Regions from separate parts of the Sus scrofa genome. Here region 1 is linked to region 2. The links are chromatin contacts, called in public HiChIP or PLAC-seq maps. All regions are on one chromosome and are shown on one strand. Each heading gives the region's core, a stretch centred on a gene start, on an enhancer-like site or on the middle of the called end of the contact. The rest is flanking DNA. Distances are from core to core; before and after follow the strand shown.

What was found. HiChIP or PLAC-seq counts read pairs in DNA pulled down with a chosen protein or histone mark.
Region 1: an H3K27ac HiChIP or PLAC-seq map of alveolar macrophages shows a contact between it and region 2. The contact joins the promoter of CHTF8 here to the promoter of SNTB2 in region 2. A contact is called at or near these places in 2 of 47 Hi-C or Micro-C datasets (both in embryonic fibroblasts) and 1 of 2 datasets of contacts at active chromatin or transcription factors (alveolar macrophages).

What each region holds. Positions count from the first base shown.
Region 1 is chr6:17,816,912-17,820,335 of Sscrofa11.1, forward strand. CHTF8 (chromosome transmission fidelity protein 8 homolog) reads left to right here and starts at 1,273. Exons shown (of 4, transcript XM_021093878.1): 1 at 1,273-1,381. It overlaps UTP4 (U3 small nucleolar RNA-associated protein 4 homolog), which reads right to left and starts at 1,506. Exons shown (of 17, transcript XM_021093876.1): 1 at 1,179-1,506; 2 at 1-84. The coding sequence starts at 82.
Region 2 is chr6:17,772,054-17,776,006 of Sscrofa11.1, forward strand. SNTB2 (beta-2-syntrophin) reads right to left here and starts at 2,497. Exons shown (of 7, transcript XM_021093874.1): 1 at 1,864-2,497. The coding sequence starts at 2,443.

The DNA of each region.
Region 1 (3,424 bases), core at 23-2,522, 44 kb after region 2:
ACTGGTTATTGTAAGCCACACAACGGATCCCTGATGGAACATAATTAAAGAAACGTACTCGATGGACCTTAAATTCACCCATTCCTAGAGGGGAAAAAGAGAATTATTGTTAAAACATCAACCACAGTATGACACACATATTGTTTATTTAACCACTGGTATAGGTAGAAGACTTCAGCTATATCCCACAGAGGTTCATTTCTAAACATCCACTTAATGATGCTTTCGTGACCCATACAGAATCTATCAATCTCCAGAAGCTCAGGACTCTTCAACAGAAAAAAGAGCAACACATAAAGCATCACTCAGATTCCTAGCAATCCTGACAACTCATTGAAGGAAGTGGTCCAGGAAAAGGAGAAGAATCTAAAAACCTGATCTTAGAGCAAAACACTGAATATAACCTCATTCTCTAACTGGGAGGCGCACTTGCGTGGGTCAATTAGAGCTTCAGTTGTATTTGAGGTAGAATTAAAGTCTTCCTGTATCTTTGTATTTTGTGCGTGGGGCTTCTGAGAGTGGGGGTGGTAAAGAGGAGAATAAAAAAAGAGGCAAAACATGTTGACAGACTAAAAGTCTCTCAAAGTTAGATCTGCAGAACTCCTGTATCAAAATTATCTCTAAAACCGGCTTTAAAAAATGCAGGATTATGGGTCCTATTCCATAGCTCCAGAATTCCAACCTCTTGGCGGGTGGCGGGGAGGTGGGGGAGACCGATTAAGAATCTGCACATTGGCAAATACCTCTATCTCTTTGGCATGCTAAGTTTGCAAATCACAGACTCAACTACGGTATTGACAGTGGGGGCTGATGGAACAGGAAGAACCCAGAGCTTCTCAATAGGAGGAAGCGACGGGACTGGTCCGGCATCTGTCAACTACTCCCCTACTCCGCGCTCTGCTGCCCTCAATATACACACTCGGGTCTGGTTCACCCCTTGTCCGTTTCCCTTCAAGGTGTGTGAAACCTGTCTGCAGAGCAGGCGACCTCGGCCTGACCAGGCTAGGAGGGCGTATGAAACGCGCGAGGGCTCCTTCGCCCCTTCTCTCTCCGGAATAGCCCCCACCCGACTTCGACACTAGGGAATCGACGAGCTCCGCGGGGCGTCGACTTAGTGCAGGCAGCACCAGTTCCAACTCTTCCCGTCACCCCCGCTTCCCGCCCCCTGCCCAACTCACCCGCGGAAGGGCTCACTACTCTTGGCGGTCCCTCTCTCCGCCCGGCCCCACGTGCGCGCGCGCTCGCGTGCTCTGCCCCGGAAGTGCTCGCGGCGCAAGGCCGGAAGTGCGCAGGCAGTGCTCGCGGCGGCGGCGACGGCGGCGGGAGGTTCGGTTGTCGCCCGTTGGCCGCGCGGCGCCGCGCTCGGCGGCCGCCATTGCAGGTCAGGCCGCGGGCAGGGAGCGTGGGAGGCCGCGGGGAGCGAGGGCCGAGCCGGGGATGGGGTTGAGGGTTCGAGGGAGCGGGAAGCTAGGGAGCTGGGGCCGGGCGGGGCGCGCGGCTCGCTGAGAAGAATGGCGAGCCGAGGGGCGGGGAGCGCCGGGCGGGGGAGGGGCGGTCGGGAAGGGGGAGGGGAGCGGGGAGGGCCGCGCAGAGGTGGGGGCGACCCAGAGGGGCCCCCGGAGTAGGAGGGCTGGGAATTGTGGGGAAGGAAGCGGTGTGGAGTCGGAAGGCGGATGGAAAGAAGGGTGCGAGCAGGGCGGAGCGGGAGAAGGGCGGAAAGAGTGGCCGAGCGCGGGCGGAGGACGGATAAGGGGGCGGCGCAGGCCGGAACCTCGAGGTATGTGCGGAAAGGGGCTCTTCCCTGGGTGGTGAAGGAGCCCAGCACGCGATGCTTTCGGGAGTCGGGTAGAACTGGAATCTAGGAAGCAGTGGGAATACCAGAAAGGGGACTTAGTGTGGGGTAGGACTCTGAGGTTCTTTCGAGGGGACATTTTAAATCGTGGAGGAAAGGCTCCTGAAAGCGATAACTGCGAGGATGGTTGGAAGGAGGAGACAGTCTGGCGGATGATCCAGGTTCTTTTGTGGGCGGAGTAAGAGACGGGAGAAGAGTCGGGTGGGGTCGGTCCTAGAGGGGCGAAGTACTTTGGAATTGAGGGGGGAAATAGGGAAGAATGAGGGTGGTAGGAATAACGTTTTTAGAGCAGCCTTTGGGAGGAGAGTGAATGGTTTGGGAAGACTATTCTGAGGGGGGGATGTGGAGAAAGGCGGCATAAAGAATGTTTAACTTGGGAGATAAGAGAAAGGGTTAAACATCTGGGTAAGAGGTCCTAGAGAAAGTGTGGGGGTATTTTGGAGGGGGTTGGGTAAGAGAGGGGAAGCGGATTGAGAGGTCCAGAAAGTGGGCGGGGCTAGGAATGGGAAGTGTTAGTAGCTCAAATTGAAGGCGGGTAGGGGGCCAGCGGAGAGGGTGGAGAAGGTGGGGAGCCTGTGGGAGGAAAACCCAGTACAGAGGGAGGCCTCAAGCAATGCTATGTAAAGGAAGGGGCTTTGGGGAAGATAGTACGCTACAGCAGTAAGAGGAAGGGTAGAGGGGCTGCAGAGTAGCAGAAGATGGAGAAAACTGGAGTAACTCAGATCGACCGAAGCCATCTTTTCCACCCCATTGTCTACAGATACCAGTAATTGATTCCCTCCATCATGGGAATCTTAAAATGTGATGGGAAAGTACCACGTATATGCATAGTGTACACACACGTTTTTGAACACACTCTTCACTGACGAAAAGTTTGGAAGCATTCAATTCCACTGCCCTCCATAACCCCTTTTTGGAGGAGATAAAGCTTCTCATTTAGAAACTAGATTTTAGCACTAAATGACGTAACATAAGCCTGTCAAGATCTTCCCTTTGAAACTTAGACTATCCCCTTCAGTCATGAAACCTCAGAAACATCCTTAATAAAAGTAATTTGTTTTAAATTGTATGTAGAAGTTCATGAGTTCATTTGATGGAAAGGCACACAGAGAAGCAGTTATCATGCTAAGAAAAAGAAACCTTCCGGAACTTAATTTCTGGAGCAGTTTGGTGAACCCTGACTGCCATATTTGAATTGTTCTCCCATTTTGTAAACTTGATTTTATTCTGATAACCTGCTGTTTTCATAGGATGTTTTAGTCCATTGTAAACATTAGAATAATAGATAGCATAAAGACATTTTATTGAACATGTACTAAGAAAATGGCGTATTCCTCCAGGTGATCAATAGCTTGACCCTAAAAGGCTTATGTGTGTTAGGCGGTGTGCTGAAGACTACATTCAGTGTTCACAACAACCCTTTGAGACAGGTTCTTTTTTTAATGCCCAATTTATTGGTGAAGAAACTGAAACATTAAATTACCCCGTCTTACAAAGTAAGTGGCAGGATCACAGAAACGAGGTATGACACCTAAGTTCTCACTTAGCGGTAAACACAAGTAGTCCCTGGGA
Region 2 (3,953 bases), core at 1,247-3,746:
TGTTAGGTAAATAGGCATTCAGTAAATAAATGTCAGGCTGCTATTTGTAAACCCTCTCAAAAGCACATGTGGTCTGTTTTAGACTAATGAATACTGGGAAGCATTTACTAGATGATTTTCATTTAATTGGTATGAATACCAGGTTCAAATTATATCTTAAAAAACCCTCGATTTTTAAAAAATATGGGGTAGAGAGTTAAAATGTCTGCCCATCACCACTGAGCACCATATACATAGTACACATTCAATAGTCTGGCTTTAAGAATTTATTACCAAATTCTTAGCTAGTTCAGTTTCAAGGTACACATTCATGGTAACAATGTTTTTTTACACACACACCACCAAAACCACAATCTATAATTTTACTCTCTTTATTAACACTAAATTCTGAGTAGTGTCTAGCCTCACCTGAGAGAAATATAAATAGGATATTACAAAGGTGAGACACTGGAATTCCACAATTGGAGCACATTAAATCATTTACTTGCAAATGAACATTTTCCCAGACATTTACCAGCGGATTTGGAAAAAAGTGAAGATCACTTTGCCCACTGGGTTTCTGGCCTCTCAGTTTGACAATTGGTCCCTTCCTACTCTCCCCACCCCTTCCCTTCTGTTCTTCTGCCAGGAATACCCTCCTGACTCATCTCAGCCTATGTCTATCACTTCCCTGGAGACCTGGCTCAAGATTCAACTCCTTGAAAAATTGCTCCCTGACAAATCCAATTTCCACTAACTACTGCATAACTTTGCATTTCCTGTGGCAATTATATAGTTTGCACTATACAATCTATAACTTGAAGGGTTTTTTGTTTTTGCATTTTTCTATCATTTCCCCAAATAGACACCAAATAGAGGCAGATCACCTTTTATGTTCTCTTCTATACAGCCAGCAATAAATGCTTTTTGAACTACTGAATCACAGTGAAAGAAGGCCAACTGCTCAAAAATTTCTAAAGCAGTATTACCTCCAACATGCACGAGTCCATTAAGGAGATGATATTTAATTTTGCCTTAATTTCATAAATTCATCAAAGACGACCCAGGTCACATACATATTTAAAGTAAATAACAATCCTGGCTATTCAAACATGACTTGAGATTTAACATTTCAGGCTTCTAATAAGCTTAAAGCCTTGAAGCAGGACGCCTGTGAATGGTAGGAAGCTGGCACCAGTCTCCTAAAAAAAGGGCAAAACTCTAGTTGGCAGTAAATGTTCAAACACGTGAGCCTTCACTGTTAAATAAGGCTCATTAACCACACGAACTTGCTGTTTCAGCTTTCTGGCTTCAATGAAGTGCTAGGATCTCCTTTGGTTATTGTTGCGAGCCAATGATGGGTTAAATTCCCATAAATTAACCAGGGTTTCGAGGGTTTGCCCAAGCATACCGCTGGCATCGGACTGGATAATTTTTTTTTTTTTTTTTTTTTAACAGACCCGCCCGCCCTGGGAAGCCAGAGGTGAATGAAGAAACAGCCAACTCGGCACTTCTCAGGAGGCAAACCGAGACCTCCAGAACTCCGTTCCGTCCCTCTCTAGTTCTTAGTGTCAGCTTATAGTGCAGAGGCGGGGCTTCAAGCGCGGCTGCTTTTTACTAAATCTCAACCGAGTCTTCCTTGGGGACTGCAAGCCACACTTCGGCGGCTGCCCAACTTTTCCTGCAGGGAGCATCAGTTTTTCCATCCTCCAAGTCCCAGCAAACAGGGTTTGGGGAGAGCCGGGCCACCAGCAGAAGGGAAGGTGAGGGCTCGGAGGGAGGGAAGGGGCTCGCCCCGCCAAGCGGGCAGGGTGGCAGAAACAAAGTGAGCGCCGGCCAGCCCAGCACCTCCCGCCCGCCTGCCCGCCCGCCGGCCCCGCTCACCCTCCAGCAGCACCTCCTTGCCCGCGCGCTTCAGTGCCTGAACGGCCTGGTCGTGGGTGGCCTGGCGCAGGTCGGTGCCGTTCACCGACAGGATGGCGTCGCCCAGCCGCAGCGCCCGGCTCTGGTCGGCCGCCAGTCCCGGGAAGATCTTGGAGATGAGGATCGGCATCCGGTTCTCGCGGCCGCCCTTGATGCTGATGCCCAGGCCGCCCGCCTCCTGCTTCACCACCCGCACTCGGCGCACCGGCGGTGACGCGCCCGCCTCACTCGCCGGGCCTCGCGGCGGCGCGGGTGGACTTGGGGGGCCCAGGCCGCGGCTCGGGCTCCCGGGCAGCGAATCGCCCGCGCCGCCGCCGTTCGGGAGGCCGTTGAAGGCGGCCGCCGCGGGCCCTAGAGCTGGCTCTGGTTCAGCCGCCGCGGCGTCGCCCGTCAGGCTCAGGCTCTCCCCGCTCAGCTCGGCCACCACCCGGACCCAGCGCTCCCTAAGGAGCAGTTCTACCAGCCCCGCTTTGGTGGCCCGCGTCCACACCGCCATGGCCGGCCCCGCTCCCGCCGCCGCAGTCGGCGCAGCTACCCTCATTCCAGTCAGGCAGCCTAGGCGCTTCCCCCTTCCCGCCCGAGGGGGCGGGCCCGGCCCCTCCCCCCGCGGTGATTCATTATTCATGAGAGGCCACGCCCACCTTCCGGAGCGGTGGGGAGAGGCCGGCCGGGACGCTTCCGGGAGGTCTAAGGAGTTGCCTGCGGTCCGGTGGGTTGCAGTTCACAGCTCAAGCGAAGTGGGGCTCGGTCTCACGTTCTCCCTCCGTTAGCCTCCGACCCTTACACCCTCCAGCTTCTGACCTGTACCGTTTAATGCACCAGAGCTGCCTGGGCATGGAAAGCAAAATCAGCTTCACAAGACACTTTGCAAGCCTGCAAGTTGAAAGCCTCCGAGTTGCAAGTTCACTTTTGCATTGATTGGTTCTTACTAAGTAAGTATTTACTGAATGCTCCGCTGTGGGCTCCTTTTGAGGCCTGGAGGTGAGATGAACAAAACTACCACAGCCGAGAGCTGGCGGTTTAGTAGGGGAGGAAAAAAGAGAACCAACCAACCTGATGTGATATTATGTGGTTAAGTGACATGTAGAAAAAGCCCTGAGACCGGAGTAGAAGTAGTTGAGCCTGGGGTCAGTTTCACAGAGGTGACAATGGAAGCTCAATAACTGGAACAGAGGGAACTGCATAAGCAAAAGTCTAGAGGCATGAATCCAAGCATTTGTCATTCTGCTTTGTAATACCGGTAATGCCAGAGGGGTTCATGTTTTCTTTAGCCCTGCAGCCACATTAGGTAGGCCTCAAAGATATTTGCAGAATGATGGTTACTTAGGAAGATGCCAGAATTCAAATGTGAATAGTGCAGGGTCCATGGAAATATAAGGATATGAGTGTAAAAAGACTCAAATAACCAAATATTGGAATTGAATTTGTAGATCTGACTTTCTACCCTGGAGGCCAGGGCCTTACATTGGGGCAAGTGCATATGAGCGTCCCCAGAAACTGATTACACAGTGCAAAGCCTGCAGCAGCTTTTGTCCAAAGCTGTAGGTGATAAAATTCACCTGCTTCTTCCAGTTTCCTGGCTTGAAGAGTTGAGGAAACTGAGGCCCAGAAAGCCAAAGCTTTGGCCCAGTGTCCACAAGTAACAAAACATCTCTGGTCTCCCAGTTTCCTGTTCCAGTGCTTTAAAACAAACACATACACACCCTAGACCATACTCTAGACCTCAAAAGTGAGGATCCAGAAATCATGCTGCTGAGAGAGATCTCAACATGAGGTCACTGTGCCCTTTTTCCTTTTTTTTTTTCAGGAAAAGCAAAATGCCCATATTTTCATTTGGGCAGGCAGGGGTGGGAGCAGTGGTGCCAACAGAGGGAGTGTGCAGCAATTCCTGTGAAAGGGGCTGTATACCTGCTTGCTCATGAAGTACATGTTGAAGCTCGTAAGCCATGTCCATGAACCAATCTAATGCACACTCATGTGTGGGCAGAAACTTTCAAAGAGCCTCCTATACCAGGAATTAAAACAATTAAAAAAAATTTTTTTTTAAAAAA